2 separate regions of the Mus musculus genome follow, and region 1 is linked to region 2. Evidence: chromatin contacts called from public Hi-C data. All regions are on one chromosome and are shown on one strand. The core of a region is the stretch at or near the end of the contact, and the rest is flanking DNA. Distances in the headings are between cores, read along the strand shown.

Region 1 (3,385 bases), core at 882-3,381, 310 kb after region 2:
ATCGAAAGACACAGGTTGCAGGCAGAACTGACAGTTTTAATTCTACCCATTTTCACGAAGCACATCAAATCAAAGGCACTCATTTATTTTATGGGGTGGGCTATTAGAAAGGCAGATAGGGTGAATTTGATTGTCTATCCTAAAAATCCCAGAGAAATTAAACTCCCTCATTGAAACACAAACATTTCATTGCTCTGTACAATTAGTCTAAGACTAACTGAAATGTATACATTCATTCTGCCTAAACTTAAGCTTTTTACAACCCACCCCAGGATTTTAGCAAAATCTAGTAGGAGAGGTAGGGCACTTCTGTACAAACTGTAAGGAGGTGGTGTTGTTTTTGTAAGCCTAAAGCGCTTTTCATTATGCTTTTAATGTATTTAAATAGGTCTGTTTGGACATTCAAAGAAGCTACACATACAAAGATGGTTTGGCTCGGTGCCGTCAGACACAGCACTTTGAAGAAAAAAAACACAGAAAGAAAGAAAGGAAGGAAAGAAGGAAGGAAGGAAGGACAGAAGGAAGGAAGGAAGGAAAGAAGGAAAGAAGGAAGGAAGGAAGGAAGGAAGGAAGGAAGGAAGGAAGGAAGGAAGGAAGGAAAAATGTCTGAGCGTTTCCATGCTCATCTTTGCCTCAAATAAGTAAGTAAATAAATAAAGTGCAAGGCAGAAAAAAGTTTGCTGCTTGCGTCTGTAGGTCGTGCACGCGTGTCTCATGTTTGTGCATGACCCCCCCCCCCCAAGCTCAAAAGCAAGGGCGTGGAGGGATCATCCCCCAGAGAGCTGTGTTTACTCATTTTTTTTTAAATCCCTCGGCTATGTATGGCAAGTGTTACTTGAAGATAGTCATCGGCCTTCTCTAGATACTTCCAGGTTTTGCCGTAATGATCTGCAGAAGAGAGCTGCCATCACTTTCTCACATCCCAAGGTGTTGGCGGAACTCGGAGCGAGGGGAGAGTGCCTGTAATGCTTAATTGCCAAGGGGAGGGCGGGGTGCCACTCGGGACCCCGGGCGGGGCTTGGGGAGGTAAGGTGCAACCAAGGAGGTCTTTCTGGACGCTGGACTCTTCAGTTGGAGAATATTTGGACAAGGTATGATTGCCTCCCACCTCCCACCTCCCACCTCTTTTCCCCAATGCCTTTGGGGGAGAAGTGATACCCTTGTGTAACAATTAGCTCAGACAATAAAAATAATTGGAAAATCAGTTGGAATTTCTGAGTTTTTAATTACGTTTAATTTTGCACTAAGCCGTAAAATTACGAATGCCCCTCAATTAAACACTCTCCTCTTAAAAGCGTTTAACAACAATTATTCCTTAATCAGTCTGAATGTGAGTCACAAATGGTGCTTTTCCACATCAAAAGGACGTCCTTCCACGTTACCTTTTAGTCATAAGAGGATTAATTCCTATAATTAGAGGGATAAATATGTGCATAAATATCTCTCTCACTCTCTCCTTTACAACAACAACAACAACAACATCAACAACAACAAAACACTTTCACTGTGTAGGAGACATGGTGGGCTAGGGAAGGGGAGGTGTTGCTGATGCTGAGAGGTCGACTTTGGCCAGAGATCCTTTTGCACGCTGTGGCGGTGGGAATACTGGGCCGCGGGAGCGCATCTCACACTCAAAAACGCGCTCGGGTCCAGCGGCAGGTCCAAAGCTGGGGCCGCCAGGACCCGCTCGGAGTCCAGCCGAAGTCTTCCAGATGGCAATCCACATCCCACTTTCGCCTCTGGCCGGCGCAGCAGGACTTCATTCTGATCGGTGCCCGGGTCCCTAGGAATGGAAGTCCCTACCTTAAGCCGGAGCTCCAGCTTGACTTTTCAGGCTGCAAATAAAAATTGAGCATGACCTTTTAAAACTCCAGTGTGAATATCTCATTTACCTAATGACTTTATGTCACCTACGGAGAAGGTCAATTTCCTCTTAACCTTTCCCCTGCTGCTGCAGTAAGCATTCTTCCCTAATCAATGGTGGCTCGAATGATCAATTCCCATTTTATGATCGCTGACAAAGTCAGGCTAGAGGCGGGGTGAGACCGCGTTGTTGGCTTGGCCGGGACAGGGGCTTCGGGTACGCCCAGCTCCGCCCGGCGCCTCCGGAGGCTGCTCTCTCTCCAGCGAGTTCAGAGACCTTGGCAAACTTCCCTCCCCCACACGCAGCCGAGACTTCTGAGTTGTCACTAATCCGAACCTGAAATTCACCAGAGCCCCTTCAGTTACCAACAACGATCCCCACTGCTGCCGGGCCTCCCCCTCCTCCCTCTTCCGAGCGCTTTCATTTCCAAGTCTGCAGGCAGGATTGCCCGACTCTAAGGAGAAAGCGCGTTACTTTTATTTTTCGGAATTAAAATAATCTCCTTCTTTACTGTGATTCTCTCAGCTCCTCCGGGTTAATTTCGTGTAAACAAAGCAAGAACAAGAGCCTAAGGGCGGAGGACCCCCCAAACACACACACACACACACACACACACACACACACACACACACACACACACACCACCTTACTGTATCACATTACATAGGGTTACCCTAAATGTATTAGACACTACATTTTTTTGCTTCTATTTAAGTTATCCACGCCTTCCTCAAGTTTGAGGAAACAAGGAAGTAAATTACTAAATGAAGGCTAATTTGGGGTAAGTTTCCAGCTCTTCATCTTTGTGAGTTCAAATCTCTTCTAGGCTCTACTGCAGCAGGTGACTTTCACACACACAGGGCCTGTTTGGACTAGAGATTTATTCCTTCCTTCTTTTCTTTCTTCCCTTCTTCCTTCCTTCCTTCCTTCCTTCCTTCCTTCCTTCCTTCCTTTCTTTTCTTTCTTTCTCATTCATTCATTCATTCATTCATTCATTCATTTTTTTAATGTATTCCCTTTACATCCTAGACCACAGCTCCTCACCCTTCTCTCCTCTCAGTCCCACCCTCACAAACCTCTTCCCTTATTCCCCCCCTACTCTTCTCCTCCAAGAAAGGGAAATCCCCCATGGGTACCAACTGACTCTGGCACAGCAAGTCACAGCAGGACTAAGCACATCCTCTCTCATTGAGGCTGGCCCAATAATGTAGTTCAGCTAGGGAAAAGGGATATAAAGGCAGGCAACAGAATCAGAAACAACCCCCCCCCCCACACACACACACTCCAATTGTTAGAGTCCCCAGGTGAAGACATAACTGCATGCCTTCTACAAAAGCATAGAGGTCCTAGGTCCAACCCCTACATGCTCTTTGGTTGGTGGCTCAGTTTCTGTGAGCCCCCATTGGCCCAGTTTAGGTGACTCTGTAGGTTTTCTTGTGGTGTCTGTGAGCTCTCTGCCTCCTCAAGGCCTAGGATTGAAGTAGAGATTTCTTAGCACCAGTTCTCCACAGATACCTAAAA
Region 2 (3,733 bases), core at 29-2,528:
AGCTACTGTAAACAAAAGCCTCCCTAGATTGATTGTATTTAAAAGGAACTAAAAACCACCTGTGTGCAGCAACCGGCTTCAGGGGGTTTGGGGGTTTGCTTTGCTTTGCTTTGCTTTGCTTTGCTTTGCTTTGCTTTGCTTTGCTTTGCTTCTTAACAACTAATTCCCACAAGTCCTAACAACAAAAGCCTGCAACAGGAGTCTTCTCAGGACTAGTACTTTTGGTTTCTCCCAGGCCAAAGACCATGGCAGGACACTCTACAAAACACAGGGACCTACCAGCATTCACAGCGTGCAGACAAGGACAATGTGGCTTTAATTCAAGGCTTATTCTCTTGCTCTTATAAGACAGATTCTCGTCCCTGTGCGGTAGACTTATTAGCAAAAGTGTTGTTGGGGGTTGACTTGGGGGATAGGTGTGCAGGGCCTTACACAGATGTATGCATTTGCAGATTCACACCCAACTAAATAAACATCGACTAAGTCCTGTGTGCCCTGAAATAGGAGCGACCCTCAGACAGCTTCTATTCTAAAAGTTTAAGTTTGATAGCTATCAAAATTATTTATATGAGAGAGAGTGTGTGTGTGTGTGTGTGTGTGTGTGTGTGTGTGTGTATGTGTGTGTGTGTGTGTGTGTGTGTGTATGTGCGCAGGATGAATTTTTTTCACTTTCACTTACCTGATCCTTTTCTTCTTGGCTTCTAATTTGTTTTTCTCATTTCCAACATTTTCTTCCATGATGGAAAATGGAACAGTTTTATTTGGGGGTGTTGTAGGGGCGGAGAGATGATTTGTTTATCCAAAGAGATTTTCCTTATCATGAAATACTTGCTGTAAAGAAGAGACAATTTAACTACCCATTTAGAGCAAATTGGGCTCTCGCATACCTGAAGCCTTGTATCACACTTGCCTAGTGATAGATTTATAGGGCAAGTACACATCAGCCTTAATCCCTCAGTTATGTGACTTTGCCAGGGATGAAGACTCTAGTTTTTTTAAAGCAGACTTTTATATATTCAGAACCTATAAATCTCCTAGTGCCTTGAGATAAATGTCTCACTGAACTCTGAGTTACCCTGTGATCTTTAGCGAACTGAGTCAAAGTAAAAGAAACTCGGTCTGTCCTAGTCCTGACAATAAAAGTCCACATGAGAAGGAAGAAACTGCATAAGCAGTATTATGTAATCAACTATTTAGAAATGCATCTCTCATATCCAGGAAGTTGGGCAGCAGAAGTTGGGAAATAACCACAGGACTTACCAGAGCGAGTCGGTGGGCAGAGTAGTCGGAACCAGTGTGGCTGTGGGTAGTCAGCCCAGGCTTTGCCAAGCCAGTGATCACTATCCATTATGCCTGTCATATCAATTATGAATTCTCTGACACCAAACACTAAATCAGCTGAAATGATGGGTTTGCCTTTGGCGTGTTTCCCTGGGGAAATAACTGAGAAAACATGTAATAATTCACACAACCAATTTTGTAAACCACCCCCAACTTTTGGAAGAAGGCTGGGAATAAATTCTAGGTGGTGAGATGTGATTTGCACCCAAGTGCTCCTGAAGCATTCACTCATTCTCGGTGCTTTGGCGCTTTCAAAGTGGATGTGACCTTGGCCCAATGTGAATCTCGAAGGTTTCCTTTTCTCCCCTTGCCCCACTGCTGCTATGCCAAATTCTTCCCATCCAGGGGTGTGTCTGTCTCCCATCCCTGGTATCCTTGTTTGAAATATACCAGCCTGTACCTTCACCAACCTTAATCATCTCAGAAGATTCTACCCCAATGTTTCCTGTCTCTTGGGAACCCTGACCCCACTCTTCATTCTCCAGCCCTAATGGAAGCATTGTGGGAAATTTAAAGGGACCAAGAGATGAATAAATACATCATTTGAAAACTCATCTTTTCTAGATAGACTTGCCAAATAACACATCATTGATATAATTATTCTTTTCCTGTGAAACCTTTTGCATTTGATATATTAAATAAAGTACATGCCCATTTAAGTGGAGATAGATTTTCTTCAACATCATTCTTAAATTGTATGTAACTTTAAGAGAAAACCTTTTCTTTACTGCCCTGTTGTTTACTCTACAGGTTGAATATGCACGCATATATGTATACATTCCTGTCAGGTCAGTTCAGAGGAGTTGGCCCAGGCTAGAAGTAAACATCTATCCAAGAATATCTTCTTTTGCTCTATTCCTCTGTCGAAGGAGGGAAAAAAACTTAGTTAGAAAGACCCCAAATATGGCATCTAAGAATATCCAGCATAGTACAAAGAAACATAGTGCCATTTTTCAAGATAATCTGATGTGGACTTGGCAATGTCTAATTACGGAAACATGCAGGAGAATCTCGGGTCACTTGGATGGTGTTTGCATATGGATTTGGCTTGTCTTCCATATAAAGGACTGTTTATTTTCTGTGTGGCGTGACAGCCTGAAGTGAATCAGCATATTAGTTACTTTTTTATTTTTAAGTTTTATAGAAAATATGTTGCGTAGAGAAGATGAAGTTGTCATTTTTGCTCTTTTTTGTGAGGGAAGTTTAGGGTTGCTTTGGTTTGGCTTTAGGGTGTCTTCTTGTTGTCATTCTGTTTATATATCCCGAGCTACCCCTGAACTTATTGTGAATCTAAGGCTAGTCTTAAAACCGTGAACTTCTTCCCACTGCCCCAGTGCTGGGATTCCAAGTGTACACTAGTAGGCCTAGCATGAAGTTGTATTTTTAAAATCCATGGCTAGGTTCTTTTTTTTTTTTTTTTTTTTTTTTTTTTTTTTTTTTTTGTTATTTCAATTTACAATCATGATCCTGCTGAGCTAAAAAAAAAAAAAAGGAAATGAACCAAGTTATTGTATTTTTATTTCATTCCTAGATACTGTGAAAAGGGATATTTGCATTGTGTATTAAATTGACCATAGTGGCAGACTTTATTATGTTATATTACATGATCGCTAATCTGTTATCACTGTACACATATTTACACACAGGCCTAAGGACACATACTTTCCACATAAACACATGCAGGCATGTTTCACTTGGACTGAAAAGTTATTTACAGCTCTGTCTGGAGATACATACAACAGTGATTAACAAGTGCACAGCCAATCTACAACATGCAGATTAAAAACTAAATAAACGGCATAAGAGTTTATTTTAAAACAATTACAAGATGTTTTATATTTCTCCTTCATCCCGAACTATGTGTTTGAAAACAGTGTCTTCATAAGAACCACATGCAGGTCTCTTGGACTGGGAAACAGGCCATGTCCAACAACCACATGTCCGCACACATCCTCAGAAGATAGATAGACCCCACACAGCTCCTCAGAAGGAGAACAGAAAGTGTGGGTCTTCATATGTATCATGCGTATGATTCGCAGAATTTTACTTTTTCTAATTTTCATTTTTTGTTCCATTTTTTTTTAGAAGATTTTTTGTTGTTGTTTGACTATGATTTGAAATCAAAGATTTGGGCTGGGAACCAAGATTTTATTCAGTACAACTTGTTTAATCAATACAAGTTGTTTTTGTTGTTTGATGAAGATTCTCATGAAAAGAAAATTTACAAGTTCATTAGTCATACCGTTGTTTGCCATCCTTCAACTGAAGCTTAACTGAAGCTCTAATTTCTTTTTTTCTTTTTTTATTTTGTTTTTTAATTAGGTATTTATTTCATTTACATTTCCAATGCTATCCCAAAAGTCCCCCACCCACTCCCACTTCTTGGCCCTGG

Evidence for each region. A called contact is a pair of places that touch in the nucleus more often than the background predicts.
Region 1: a contact with region 2 is called in a Hi-C map of uterus, with 3 times the contacts expected there. The contact joins the promoter of 2810405F15Rik here to the enhancer-like site in region 2. A contact is called at or near these places in 15 of 484 Hi-C or Micro-C datasets (the C2C12 cell line, beige adipocytes, embryonic fibroblasts and 5 more), 9 of 115 datasets of contacts at active chromatin or transcription factors (bone marrow-derived macrophages, embryonic forebrain, embryonic stem cells and 6 more) and 3 of 9 other capture datasets (adipose tissue, embryonic stem cells and liver).

What each region holds. Positions count from the first base shown.
Region 1 is chr2:116,073,965-116,077,349 of GRCm38.p6, forward strand. 2810405F15Rik (RIKEN cDNA 2810405F15 gene) reads right to left here and starts at 2,132. Exons shown (of 1, transcript NR_033447.1): 1 at 584-2,132. The region is part of intron 2 of G630016G05Rik (RIKEN cDNA G630016G05 gene); the gene reads left to right.
Region 2 is chr2:115,763,858-115,767,590 of GRCm38.p6, forward strand. All of the region lies in intron 10 of BC052040 (cDNA sequence BC052040), which reads left to right. It overlaps Gm52524 (a long non-coding RNA gene), which reads right to left. Exons shown (of 3, transcript XR_003953890.1): 3 at 2,822-3,733. Among named protein-coding and RNA genes, the nearest start is that of Gm52524, 11 kb to the right of the region's middle. Within about 2 kb of position 1,279, at least 45 of the 459 cell types and tissues checked have an H3K27ac peak or open chromatin away from gene starts, as enhancers often do. A contact at or near this core is called in the C2C12 cell line, adipose tissue, beige adipocytes and 2 more, where this site is marked.